2 separate regions of the Rattus norvegicus genome follow, and region 1 is linked to region 2. A link is a contact called in public Hi-C data. All regions are on one chromosome and are shown on one strand. Each heading gives the region's core, a stretch centred on a gene start, on an enhancer-like site or on the middle of the called end of the contact. The rest is flanking DNA. Distances are from core to core; before and after follow the strand shown. Region 1 holds the start of Abca15 (ATP-binding cassette, subfamily A (ABC1), member 15). Region 2 holds the start of Rexo5 (RNA exonuclease 5).

Evidence for each region. Hi-C and Micro-C count contacts between places; a contact is called where the count stands out from the background.
Region 1: a Hi-C map of the A7r5 cell line shows a contact between it and region 2, with 6 times the contacts expected there. The contact joins the promoter of Abca15 here to the promoter of Rexo5 in region 2. A contact is called at or near these places in 5 of 12 Hi-C or Micro-C datasets (the A7r5 cell line, the Rat2 cell line, frontal cortex and 2 more).

The regions. Positions count from the first base shown.
Region 1 is chr1:184,112,557-184,119,634 of GRCr8, forward strand. Abca15 (ATP-binding cassette, subfamily A (ABC1), member 15) reads left to right here and starts at 5,461. Exons shown (of 31, transcript NM_001106293.2): 1 at 5,461-5,600. Abca14 (ATP-binding cassette, subfamily A (ABC1), member 14) reads left to right here. Exons shown (of 31, transcript XM_039101172.2): 30 at 1,421-1,494; 31 at 1,888-2,159. The coding sequence ends at 2,028.
Region 2 is chr1:183,597,013-183,604,460 of GRCr8, forward strand. Rexo5 (RNA exonuclease 5) reads left to right here and starts at 3,043. Exons shown (of 20, transcript NM_001079706.1): 1 at 3,043-3,119; 2 at 3,436-3,556; 3 at 6,167-6,279. The coding sequence starts at 3,440. Eri2 (ERI1 exoribonuclease family member 2) reads right to left here and starts at 2,974. Exons shown (of 9, transcript NM_001191114.1): 1 at 2,952-2,974; 2 at 1,510-1,577; 3 at 1,344-1,427; 4 at 254-381. The coding sequence starts at 2,974.

The DNA of each region.
Region 1 (7,078 bases), core at 4,211-6,710, 520 kb after region 2:
ACACACACACACAACCCAGAAACACCCAAGCATTATTGTTCCCATAAGTCTTTTCTAAAGAATATGCAAATGAAAAATTTCAGATCAATTGAGAATATTGTTGAAGAAGCTTCTGCATAAAAGCTACCAGTGAATATTAGGCTGGGTTTATTTGACTATACATATGTAATTGAATGCCAGTACTGAGGAGACTAAAGTAGGAGGATTGAAAGTTCAAGACCAACCTGGGCCACACAGTGAGAACCTCCCTCAACACAAAAACAAAAGACTAAATCAGTGGTTCTCAACTTGTGAGTCTTGAATGACCCTTTCATAGGGGTCACCTCAGGCCATCAGAAAACAGATCACAATTCATAACAGTAGCAAGATTACAGTTATGAAGTGGCAATGAAAATAATTTTATGGTTGGGGGTCACTATAACATGAGGAACTGTATTAAAGGGTCACACATTAGGAAGGTTGAGAACCACTGGGTTAAATGAGTGGTGTCTGTCTGGTCAAATAGCATATTGTTGATGAGGGTTTTAGTAATATAATATGATAAGTGCTTTTAAATGGAGAATGTAAAAAATGTAAAAGGAAAACAATGGCCCCATATTCTGTCTCATGCTAGCCCAATATTTGGCACTTGGGAGTTTGTTAGCACTTTTATTCGAGTGTTTGTTGTTTTTAATCAGTTTTCAGTGTTGTGCTGCGTAAGTGAATCCTCTTGTCATCTTCCCCTGTAGGTTCCTGTTTCTATAGATGCCGAGTCAGTCATGTGTCCAGTGTTTGCCCAATCACAGAACACATAAGTTCAAGAAAGAGCCTCATTGTGAAAGGGAGTAAAATCCTTTGGAGTTCCCTATGTCTTCAAACTGAAAAGAGTAATGGCCCAGAAATTCCACTTCTAGAAACAGACTGTAAATATTTGAATCACCTATGCTAAGAGCTAGGTTTAAAAAAATTCAGGACGTTTTCACAGAAGAAAGAACTAACATTGAGGTGGTGTTTTTCCTGCTTTCCTCCAAAGCCGCATCATATGAAAATGCACGACCTGGAATTAGTTGCCCCAGACCACATTCTCAGCACTGGTTGAGCGATAAAGGCTCCTAACATTCGTTTTAGGAAGGGTAGTATCTAACATTAGACAAGTGAGTTGAAAAAAGTATACTCAGTAACTATGATGTACTCCATATAATAATACGATTCCATCAGTAATAAATCTTGTAAATACTTTAGCCATACTGTATGTGGTGGCTAAATGAGAATGAGAATGTCCCCATAAGGCTCATGTTCTTTAGATACTCTGTTCTATCCACTTATGTGTTGACCCACTAGTTTCTCCCTTGTATATAATATTATGCAGATGTAACATTATTTAAGGCGATTTTAAATGAAATCTTCTAAGTTTACTCACCTGTCTGTCTTCTTGTCGTAGGTAGTGACTTAAAGCAAGAGAATCAAGGGATCCTTAATTACTACATTCCCAGCAAGGACAACAGCTGGGGAAAGGTGATGGCTGAAACCATGCACTTTATGCACTAATGCTAGAAGCACACTTATGATGCCCCGGGGATCCAGGCAGTGGGATCACGCCTAGCATTGTGGATGTACTAGCACTTTTATATTACGTTTCAAATACACTTAGAATTTAATTGCCTTCTATTTCTGCCCCTAAACCCTATTATTAGCCTTGGTCACTCAAAAGAACTGCAACAAGGACCTACCTTCCTTTAGTTTTTCAATTGCCTATTTCTCCGGCGTTTCCTTCTCACCCTCCTGGAGTCTTTTGTCCTCTGCTGTGAATCCAGTAAACACTGGGAAGAGGAAGGAGTGAGTCCTCTGGGTTGGGGACTAGAGGCAATGTTTCAGAGACTGCATGCTTTCTGTTGCTTTTTGCTGAAGGTGTTCGGCATTCTGGAGAAGGCGAAGGAGGACTACAATCTAGAAGACTATTCCATCAGTCAGATCACCCTGGAGCAAGTCTTCCTGACCTTTGCCAACCCAGATAACACAGAGAGTGGCTATGAGAAAGCAGTGCCTTGAGATTCAGTTACAACAGGAGATTATGACGTCTTCATTCAAATGCACTTGGGTTCGGAGAGGGATGTGTGTGTATGTATATATAACTTTGTGTAAATATATTTACATTAAAAATGTATCCCCTTCATTAAAGACTTAGATGAATCGCTTGTATATCTACCATGTGCAGATCTTCAAGCTAGATTTCCGAAATACCCTGTTCTCCCTCCTAGAAACATGAAAGAAACAGCATTTGCCAGGGTGGAGAGAAGGTCCTTTTTCTGGAGTATCCTGAGAATAGAAACATTCAGAAAGGATGGTGGTATAGATGTGATGGCATGAAGAACAATGTCATTGTGTTGTAGCAGCTCAGTGTGCACTGGAGGAAGATCAGGCCCCAGGCAAATCGCCTTTCCCAGGACACACATACATTTGGGTAAACACAGCTGACGTTAAAAGTTAAAAGGTCAGCTGAATAGTAATCTCCCCAAGTCAAATCAAGAGTCTTTGCACTAAGAACATGAAAGTCTAAGAATGGAAAGGAAACTTTTTAAAAATAGTGTGTTTTGAGCCACATATACCTGTAATCCTGTCATTAAGGAGGTGGAAGCAGAAAGACCAGGAGTTTAAGGCCAGCCCAGCTACAGAGAAGCCATGAGACCAGCTACATGAACTCTTTGTCTCAAAAACAAAACGTCAAAGAAGAATCCTGCATCTTCTTTTTTTTTCTTTTTTTCTTTTTTTTTTATTATTAACTTGAGTATTTCTTATATACATTTCGAGTGTTATTCCCTTTCCCGGTTTCCGGGCAAACATCCCCCTCCCCCCTCCCCTTCCTTATGGGTGTTCCCCTCCCAACCCTCCCCCCATTGCCACCCTCCCCCCACTAGTCTAGTTCACTGGGGGTTCAGTCTTAGCAGGACCCAGGGCTTCCCCTTCCACTGGTGCTCTTACTAGGATATTCATTGCTACCTATGAGGTCAGAGTCCAGGGTCAGTCCGAGTATAGTCTTTAGGTAGTGGCTTAGTCCCTGGAAGCTCTGGTTGCTTGGCATTGTTGTACATATGGGGTCTCGAGCCCCTTCAAGCTCTTATCCTGCATCTTCTTTCCTACTCTGACCCAGCTCTAAGATAGAAAGAAGGTGGGATGCATCCCTACAGTCTAGGCGGGGAAAGCATATGGTGAGCATTACGAGAAGCTAATCCTCCCTCTAGCACTCACAGTCCGAGAAACAGTCAAGTAGGGTGGGCAACACAGAATCGCCCAGCAAACAGTCTGGGGCTGCTGTGCTGTGGGCAGCTCGTTCAAGGCTTTTGCATCCTCAGTTGATACTGTCAATAACAAAATTGAAGCAGGCAAGCATAGGACACAGGTTAGTGCCCTGGGGCCCTATTTGGTAATGCCTATGCCCACTCTTGTCATAGCACTATTGGCATCCCTTTCCTTTGCCCGCATGAACTGTGCACACACACGGTCTGTGCGCAGTGCACACTATGGAACCGTGGAACCCACTCACACCCCTACCTGTGTTGATTTGGCTCTGTGAACCATACTAGCAATTTCTCTGCCTCCAGCAAAAATCAAAATTAGGTGGTTACTATCCAAGAATATTCTGACATATCCTTGTAACAAGAGTATAAAGGCTGGTATGGCCTGAACTGGTTTGGGATGCATACCCAGCAATACAAATTCTGTTAAAGTGAGCTTTGACAGAGAATCTCCTAGTCACATCTTATGTCTATTCACAATCGGGCGTGCAAGTGGGTATCTTGCTCCTTTTGCAAATCTATGTGAGTCCTTGTTTTTACTCTTTTGGAGTAGAGGCTAGAAACCTGTAAACCTCAGACCCCACTTCACCAACTGACAACAGAATGATATCCAGAAGTCATGTATATTAAATGCCTTAGCAGCTTTCCTTGGGGTTTTCTCCGTATTAGAAAATGTGTGTGGAGGCTTCTCCTGTCCATCTTCATGACAGCATCATTGAGTCGCCTTAGGTCTGCGGCAAGTAGGTTTTGCTACTTATTTTTTGTCATTGGGAGATCGGCAGGTGCCCAAAGGTTTGACCAAGGCAACTGATGCATAGTCACTGTTTCCCCCTACAGACAAGATGCCAAACTACAATTTGCACAGGGAAAGTTTATCGATGGTATTTAAATGAACTCCCGGCACTATCGCCAATGAACGAAAACATCCAAGGAACAAGCACAGGGCAGCGGTGTCCACTCCCCAGTGTGGGGAAGGTCGTGAGCTCTAGACCCCAGTAGTTGCCCGAATTCTTTAAGCAGCAAAGCTCTTGAGTGCCTGCGCGCCCAAGCTGGCCGAATGGAAACAGCTGATGGGGCTGGGTTGTTGGCAGCCTCTCTCTCGCTGAGCACCAGACAGCTGCGGCCCTGATGGTCCTGTGTGCCCGGGTGAGGGGGCGGGGAGGCACGCCGGCCAAGCTGCTGCTGGCAGGTTGCCAGGTCAGAGCCAATTTAAAAAAAAAAAAAAAAAAGTGAATCAGAGGAGATCATCTTCTACAGTGTTCTTCCAGCGCCCTCTCCTGACAAGGTGTAAAGTCACATTAGTCCCCACTCCTTTTGGTACCAAAATCAAGAATAAAACCCTATCACGCATATCAAGCGTAGAGAACTTGCGGTACCTGTCAGAACTGTCAGAACTGTCAGAACTCAGAGACTCAGAATCTGTGACTCTAACATGAAGCTACACTGAAAGAGGGTATGAGAATGGGTAGAGCCAAGATGAGTGGGTATTCATGGACCTATATAGCACCAGGATATATGATACAGAGGTGGAGCCCACTGAGTGATTGACAGGACAGTCGATGAACCCAGATGAAGCAGGTGGAGAGTCTTCATAGCCCATAGCCGAGGGCAAAGGGCTCAGGCAACTCCTGTACCCGGGTTCACGGTTAAGTCAGTGAGGACTTGGAACTAAGAGTGGATAGATATCCCAGACTGGGAAACGGCATAGAGACAGAGAAACAGAAAGATGGACAAGGTGGAGGGAAAAAGGAGGGAGTGGGTGAAACACCACACTGCTGGGGTTGTGGACAAGGCAATCCTACGTGTGGAAAGGAAGAATGGTGCGTAGTGGACTGAATGATAGGCGTTGCTGAGAAGAATTTGGAACAAGCCAGGATCTGGGCTGGGCTCTGTGCCAGGGCTCTCTGGCTCCAGGTTGGGTTTGCTAACTCTAGTGAAGACCTGCAGCTCCCCACGAGCCCCCACCCACTACGTGCTATGTGGGGAACAGGAGAATTATATGGTTTTGGTATCTGCTCCGTGATCCTTCTGCTGTGTTGGCTCCCCCTACTCCCAGCCCATTCCCCAGCACGTGCCTCTTTTCTCTCGCACCTGACTCTTCTCAACGGTCCACAGCACTGGCACGTGCCTCGGGTCCACCCATGACTGCCCTTTTAATTCGTTGCACGAGATCCGGGGCCATGACCTTGGAAGAAAGAGCGCTGCCCTGCAAGACGGTTAGCTAAGGCCTTGCTTGTGTGCAGGAAGAGCTTCCAGAACTGGGCAGTCTGATGCTCTCCAGTGGATAAGGCGCTAGTGGTTTAAGGTTGCGAAATTGGAGCAGTAGTGGTGAGTCTTCCCTTGTGTGTCTGCTGCTCTCACACTGCTTTCAAATATTCTGGGAGCTCAATTTCCCTTTCTCGCTGCTTCTCTCGCCATTTACCATTGTCCTATTTAAGGAATGGGGATAATGTCAGAACCACAGCTCAGGGTGTAAGGTCACCAGAGGTTAAAGGTAAAAAGGCAGGATGCCCTGTCATTGCTCCTGAAGTTGTGGATCAACCAGATCTACACAATGAGACCCTGTCTTAAAGGGAGGGAGGGGATTAACCCCACATTTCTCCTTTACCCAGAACACAGAGTAATGAGATGACTGGGCTGTGTACGATGTGGTTGCAATGGCTCCTGAACTTCACCCTTGCGCTCATGTAGTTTTATTCTTGTTATTCTAGTTCCCTGATGTACTGTTAAGTTGTTTCTCTGAAAGTCTGGGGTGTAAAGTTTAATCCTGTAAGCTTTCCTGATAGAGTGATTATTTTACTACATCTTTTAAGTTTAGCATGTTTTTGCCATTCCCATTTGTCTCATGATATTAGTAATTGTTTTCTTTGAAAAAAAAGTCTTCATTTACTCTTTTACTCAAAAGAAGCATGGTGTTTAATTTCCATATACCTGTGAATTTTCTAAAAATACTACCTTTTATTTATATCAAACTTTCCTAACACCATGATCAGAAAAGACACCTGATGCAGGCTCAGGCTCCATGAGCACCTGTCCCAGCCTCTTGAGGAGTTAAAATTACAAGCATGTGTCAGCAAGCTTGGCTTTGTGTCTGTTTTAACCAACACAGCTACTTCTGTACTCTTTTGGTTTCCATTAGCTTGGGGTGTATCTTTAATACTATTTTTATTTTTATTTATGGCCATGTGATGCATACACACAATAAATTTAAAGACAGTAGTAGAGATTTTTTTCTAGTAATAATAATATAAGTCTACTCAAGCATCATTTTTCCAGAGAATGTGTCTGTGTGTGTCTCTCTGTGTGTGTGTGTGTGTGTGTGTGTGTCTGTCTGTCTGTCTGCCCCCTCTGTGTGTGTGTGCATGCGTGTTTCTCTCTCTCTCTCTCTCTCTCTCTCTCTCTCTCTCTCTCTCGCTCTCTCCATACTAACTGGGCCCCTGATTTGATTGCTGTGCCTGAATCTGGATTATAGTCCCTGGAACTGCCCATCTCTTTCAGATTCATCCTCACTTTAACATCAAGGCTTTAATCTGATCACTCTCCAGCTCTTCTCCTCAGAGCTCCCTCCTCCCAAATTCTTGTCAATTGTGCAAGTTCACTGATAGAGGTGCTACTCCCAGTGGTAGGAATTTGGATCTAAATAGCCTAGTTTCAAGTAGGGCGAGGGGGTTGTTGAGAATTGCCTGTGTGAATGAAAATTCCTGAAAAAAAATTGCTCTATAAGCAACAATAACAACAAAATCCTCTGGGAAGGAGTCTGTGTTTGCAGAGACTGATGGGCCAGCTGGGATTTAAATACTGTGGAG
Region 2 (7,448 bases), core at 1,793-4,292:
ACATTATTAGTTCTGTAAAAGTAACCGGAAGGCAAACCCTGGGCTTCCCCCATCCTAGGTGAACATCTCACACTGAGTTGCAACTCTTGGCCTTTATGTTTGTAGCACTCTTCTGAGTTTTTCAGGATTCTAGTGGTCTTCTGAGGAGATAGCATTTCTCCTAACGCTGAATTAATTTAATTCCAAGTGGTATGTAGCTTTTATTTTTCTTTCACGAGCTGACATTTTTGAGCTTCTAAAATTTGCATCATACCTGTTTTATCCCTGTCAATTCTGTGCAAAATTCAGAAAGAATTGGATGTTCTTGAGGCTGAACGTAAGCATGAAACTCAGATTCTATCTCTCCAGTCGCTGTATTCAACAAAACTGCTGGAAATTCAACTGAATAAAAGAATCATGGGTTAACACAGATATATTTTATTTATTTTTATTGTCTATTAATTATATACTTATTTTGAGGCAGAGCCTTTCTAGTCCTGGCTGGACTAGAAATTTATACAGACCAGTAGTTCTCAACCTGTGGGTCACATACCCTTTGGGGTTCAAATGGCCCTTTTACAAAGGTTGCATATCAGATATTTATATTATGATTCATAACAGTAGCACAATTTCAGTTGTGAAGTAGCAATAAAAATAATGTTATGGTTGGGGTCACCAAAACATGAAGAACTGTAATAAGGGGTCACAGCATTAGGAAGGTTGAGAACCAGTGATTTAGATTAAGCTAGTTTCAAACTCATAGAGATCCTCCTGTCTGTGCCCCGAGTACTGTGATTAAGGGTGTGTCCCACCACACCAGGCCTGAATATGTGAATCACCCTAAACACATACTGCTTTCATAACAGCATTATTAAACAATTAATTCCAGCAAAGGCTTACAGAATAACCAAAGCAGTGAGAAGCAAAGTTAGAATAAAGCCGTGCCGGAAATAAGTCAAAATGTCAAAGCACGTTTATTTTGTTTACAATTAAACATGAAGACATGAGTTAAATGTACTGTGTTATTGCAAAGCCAGTTTTTTCAGTTTTTATCTAATCAAAGTTTTAAATGTCATCTTAAAACAACTAGCTACTTTGCATAACACATTCAGGTATTTGGTATTTTATTCTTTTTTTTAGGTGAGTTTTTCTATTAAACTTCAAGCTTACAGCATCTGTTTTCTCACTGACTGGCTTATATCTAGAACATTTAAGACTCACGGTTGGGGTTGGGGATTTAGCTCAGTGGTAGAGTGCTTGCCTAGCAAGCGCAAGGCCCTGGGTTCGGTCCCCAGCTCCAAAAAAAAAAAAAAAAAAAAAGACTCACAGAGCACCAGCTTTGGCCACTGGCAATCCAAACTTACTTATTTCAGGGCTACTGTGGTGCTTCCCGTCATTCCAGCAGGTAGACTCAAAATCAACAACAATTAAGTAGTCATACAGCTGTCCTGCAAAAGACCGTGGTATTCAGAGGTCCTGTCCATGTTCCAAGAGCAAGGCTTCAAACTGCAAAGTAAACATGGGACTTACTGAATCTGCTTCCTCCTGGATTTCCACTTGCTGGTGTAACTGACTTTCTCCTAATTAATCCAAGCTGCCTAAAAATGCAAGACACAGGTAGATTAATAAACCCATTTACACTCCAGTTAGAATGCACTATCAAACTAATGGCCCTGAATAAGGGTGAAATCATCACTAATGTACTGCGAGTGGAATTGGGTGTAGGGGCACACACAGCTGTAAGCTCAGCAGTCAGCAGGCCAAGGCAAAATTGAATTTAAGAATAGCTTACAGCACATAGCAGGCCCCTGTCTCAAACAACAGCTGTGTGCTGACAGAAGGAAACTAGGGATAGATTTTAAGTCTTGGGTCTTTGTGCTAACTGCCATCCTCTCTTGAGTTTAGTGTCCATTTTACCTGAATGAGCTTCACAAGCAACTAATCTTATTGAGGAACTCAAATGACTGGAAAGATGCACTACAGAGATTTTGCTATTTTTGCATTTTCCAAGCCTTCGCTATGTTCTAAGGGGATGGAGCCTGTTCCTAAACTCTAAAAATCTAGGGGAGGAAGTAAGATTACCAGAGTACTACTGGAAGAATCTATGATAAAAGACTGCCAACAGTAATATACTGCAGTCCAAAGAAAGAAAGGTCCCAAATGTTGATGAACACAATTTTAACTAGGCAGACACCTGGAATAGCTACTTTGGCTATTTGAAAAAGACAAGATGTGCAGCCAATATAGGGATTTGGAACGAAAAACTAATATTTACTAGTCACTTTTTCAGCAAATATTAAACTAGGATGGTGATGTCTTTTAAACAATTTTAGGTGGAAGATATGTTTGCAACATGTATTTTATGCACGAGAAAAGTAAACAATTTGCCTAAAGATAGCTATAGCATGTTAACCTTTGATAAGACTTTTCACTCTTGAAACCCATGCTATTCATTAATACATCAGATAGGGGTTTGTTTTGGATCTGGTTTTGTTGTTTTGAGACGGTCTCACTATATAGCCCTAGCCTGCTTGAACAGCTCCATGTGGACACCGGCTGGCTTCCAACTTGCCACGCTGGTGTTGTAGGCCCCTGTTCCACTATGCCTGGCAAGTTCACACTGTGTCCACAAATGTCAAATGTGCACAGCGTATCCAAAAGACGAGAGAGTCTCTAGTAATTCTGACAATAAAACTGGACAAGGCAGGTCACTTGGACGCAGTAGGTGCGGTGGCACCAGTCTGAGTACAGTGTGCAGCGCTGTCACATACATTCCAGGCGTTCCCAGGGGCCATGAATTAACAGACCTGATAGAGCGCGCCACGCAGAGGACCGGGGTTTCTCGGACTCCTCCAACTTGGCGCGAAAGGCGAGTTGGAGCCCGAGACCGAGAAGACCAGGACCCTTTTCAGATCCAGACCAAACGCCTGCGGATGACCGCCGCCCACCCTGAGGGGAAACCCCTAGCGTACCGTGCCAGCCGCTTGGTCGCCATCCCGGACCTTACGTTTCGCAGAGTTCAACGGCCGGAAGTCGGACGCCCTCACTTCCGGTCTGTTTAAACGCGGGCGCGGCAGACGAAGCCGGTTCCTGTAGGGCAGCGGCGGCCCTCAGCAGCGGTCTGTGGGGCGTTGCCTAGGGTTGGTTCGGGACCTGGGGGGAGTGGACAGTCGCTTGTGGAGGGGGAGCCCCTCGCTCTGCGCAGGACGCGCCTCAGGGAGCGTTTCGAACTCCGCGACGCCTGAGACTGAGGAAACGCGGACTTATAGTCTGCACTGAGGGAAAAGGCGTAGGTCCGCGGCTTTTTCTATGAGAGCCAAGCGTAGTAAACTGGTTCGAGCTGCTTCGAGGGAAAAATAAACGGTCACGCCTCAACAGCGCTTCGCTGGAGAGCCGCTGGGACGCGGTTTCCTGGTCGCTGCGGGTCCTCAGCTCCACCTGATCTTTTCCCTACAGCCTGATGGAGCTAGAGGAGGAGGAGAACCCCAGGAAAAGGAAGGAGACCCCGAACTCGGCCTTGACTACAGAGCTGGATAGACCTTCGTGGGATGTTCAGGATCCAGAGCCTCAAGCCAAGGTGAGCAGAGGAGAGCTCCAGGAAACCTGCCCAAAGTCACTTGTGGCTAGGAGTCACTTTCTCCAGAAGGGTCCCTGCACAAGGATAACGGCTCACCCATTGACCTCACTGAACTCTGCTCTGTAAAATTGAGTCAACCGGATGCCACCTATCCTAGGCTCTACGGATAGTTTAAAACTGACAGTGTCTGGTACACAGAATATTCATTTAACAAATATTTATTAAGATCCGTATAACAGAAAATGTTCCAGGAATATTCATGTACACCTAAGCAGGATTCTCTGTTTTCATACAATATTTATGAAGAAGTAAAGTATGAATGGTCATTTTGATGGGGAATGTATCCTAGGGAAATGATTAGATGGATGAATGATATCAGTAATAGGATGTCCTAATATTTGTATTTTATAATGTTTCATCAAAAAGAGAATTTTTAATATATAATTTTTATTATACATTTAAAAGTGTATTTAGCCTGAACCATTTTCTCATGTTAAAGTTGTGGTTATATAATCGATAGGGAAAAAATTTAGATTAGGGTGGGGAGGTTATAAAGCAAATGGATGTAAAGTCCCTTGGGGAAAGGGTAGTACAGAGATGAAAAAAAGCTTCATCTTTGGGGTCTGCATTCCAGTTGTGCTTTTGTTACCCATTTCTTCATTTCTTTGTTATAAAATGGGAGCAGTGGTAAGTTCCCACTTAAAAGTTCTAAGAAATAATTTAGTACAAATAAATTTCTCAAAACTGTGTATGGCTAAGAGTTGGCAATGTGGCTCAATAGGTAGTAGAGGACTTGTCTTGCATGTATCCTGAATTAAGTCCCTAGAACAGCCACTCAAAAAAGTGGTTAATAGTAAATACTTAACCTTAGCCCAAGTTAGGGTTTCTATTGCTGTGATAACATGCCATGATCCCATGACCCAAAATCAAAGGGATTTTGTTGAGGGAAGGGTTTATCTCAGCCCTCATGTCCAAATCACAATCCTTCCTTCACTAGAATTCAGGACAAGAACCAGGAGGCAGGGACTGATGCAGAAGACAGGGAGGAGGCTTGCTCCTCAGGACTGGCTCAGCCTGCTTTCTTATACCATCTGCCAGGGGGCACCACCCACCATGAACTGGGCCTCCTATATGGATCATCAATTGAGAAAATGGCCACAGGCTTGCCTAGAGGCCACTTCTTTGGAAGGAATTTTCTCAGTTAAGATTCCTTCCTTTCAGATGACTATGTTGGATCACTTTGATATAAAACTAGCCAGCACAGCCATGAAGAAAGTAGCCATGATATCTGATATTTGTTAAGTACTTCAGGTGTGTTGGTGCCTAGCACTGATATATTCATAGCAATCTCTCACTGGTCCTCTCAATCTCACAAGATAGAAGTATAGTTATACACGCAGGTAAGAAGACTGTGTCTCAGAGTGGTTAAGGAGCTTGTCCAAGGTACTTTATGTCGGGTAATATGATGCTTGAACCCCTAAACATAATATCTGCAGTGTCCCAGAAAAAATAAAAGTAATAATTATCTGAGTTGTATAGGTGTTTATCTATTGTGAATTTATTTCACCTTTTTCTATTATCTGAGTCTTTTATAATAAGCAAAAACTACCTTAATAATCAGGCATAAGTATAAAACCTTTTCAATTTAAAATATATAATAGACAAATATTTAAACTTATTTTAAAAATTTGGCCTATAACCACTAATAAATTGTCAAATTTAACTAAAGCTTTGGTTTTAGTTAGATGTATCTCTTTTGGGAAAACATTCATCATCCATTCATCATCATTTTTTAAAATAAGTATGTGACAAAGCCTTTTTAAAGGAACCAGGGAGTTTCCCTAAATTTTCTGTTGCCACGGGATAAATCTGATTGTGATAGGTTAGGTGACCCTGATCTGTGATTTAGTTACTTTGTCTCGACTGTAACTGTCATGGCTTGCAATATTACAATTTTGGATCCAGCCAAGCCATACTAGATGGCATGGCTTGGCCCCAGAGTTTAAAAAGGCCATCACCAGAACTCCAACCCTTAGGCTACTAAAAGAAGCCATCACCAAAACTCTAAATCAGTGTTTCTCAACCTGTGGGTCCCAAACCCGTTTGGGACCCTTTCACAGGGGTTGCCTAAGATCACCTGCATATCTAATAGAGTAGAATTCATAACAGTAGCAAAATTGCAGTTCTGAAAATAATTTCATGGTTTTGGGGTGCACTACAACATGAGGAACTGTATTAAAGGGTTGCAGCATTAGGAAGGTTGAGAACCACTGTTGTAAACCCTAGGCCACTTGCTTCTATGTGTTTATAATAGTACTGGCCCCTGCAGTGGTTTTCCCTCCTGGAATAGAGTTCTTGAAAGCATGCATTTGGATAGTTATATTTTAATCATCCTACTGTAAGCATACAAGTATGCATAATACACAAACTGTACCAATGTTTATGAATATTCTAATAACATACTACAAGTAACTATTTTAGACCTTTATTTTCAATTCTTTAGAACAGATCTTGTGTTTTTGTCTATATTAAAATTATCAGAAACTTGATAATTGCCTTTTTACCATTTCTGAGCATTATGGCTTGCTGAATTCTAATTTGTCTTTGCAGAAAGCTCGCTTATCTACCATTTTATTTACTGACAATTGTGAAGTAACCCATAGACAGCTGTGTGAGTTGCTGAAGTATGCAATTCTGGGTAAATCCACTCTTCCTAAACCCAGGTATGAGATAAACCATGCATGGATCAGAGGTTTCACACTGGTTTCTAGAGGTCCACATGTATCTTGTTGACATAGATATAGATGGTCGTTAGATGACAGGTAGAGAGACAGATAGGGAAAAATTCAATAATACATAACAGATATAATGTGGAATTTTTGTATAAAATCTATATTGGTGATTTCTTTAAAAAGTTTAAAAGTCTAGCAACCAACTCTCTGTTTTCCCACCAGTCAACATCTTTGTCAAAGCTGAGTAGCAGTCTGTAGATAAGGGTGTGTATACTCTAGTGTCCTACCTGGTATACTTTATTCATTTTATCTCTCTGGCTGCTATAGATGCTGTAATTTGCTTCCCCTGGTGTGAACTTGATAGAAATCACATAACATTTTTTTTTAATTCTGGTTAGTCTTTTACTTTTCTTATAAAGAACAAAGAGACGGTATTATTCGAGTGCGTTCAGTGGTACTAGTGATGTGAAAATTAATTTTTTATGTATGTCTTAGTTAGGGTTTCTTTTGCTATGATGAAAAATCATGACGAAAGTAACTTGAAGAGGAAAGGGCTTATTTGGCATACACTTCCACATCATAGACCAGCACTGAAGGAAGTCAGGATGGGAACTCAAACAGGCCAGCACATGGAGGCAGGAGAGGTGCTTGTTATGGCTTGCTCAACTGCTTTCTTACAGATCCCAGCACAGTTGGCCCAGGGATGGTACCACCACAGTGGGCTGGGCCCTCCTCTGTGAATCACTGGATTCAGCTAGATCTTATGTTGAAAATCCTTCCTTTCAGATGACTCTAGCTTGTGTCCATTTGACATAAAACTATCATCACAATACCCATAAAGTTTTAAATGTATAACCTCCTCCAACAACCCCACTCCCAGACCCACACACCTGCAACCTGGTTTTATAAATTGTCTAGATTTCTTAGAACCATCTTCTTTGTCAAGAAATACTGCCATCTGGTGGGGCATAGTGGCACATATCTTTAATCTCAGCTAATTTAGGAGACTGAGGCAGGCAGATCTGTGAGTTTGAGGCTAGTTTGAATTACATAGTAAGTTCCAGGACAGCCAGGGCTATATAACAAGACCCAATCTCAGTGGATGGACGGGCAGACAAATGCATGCATGCACGCACGCCTGTCATTAGACTGAAGCCAGC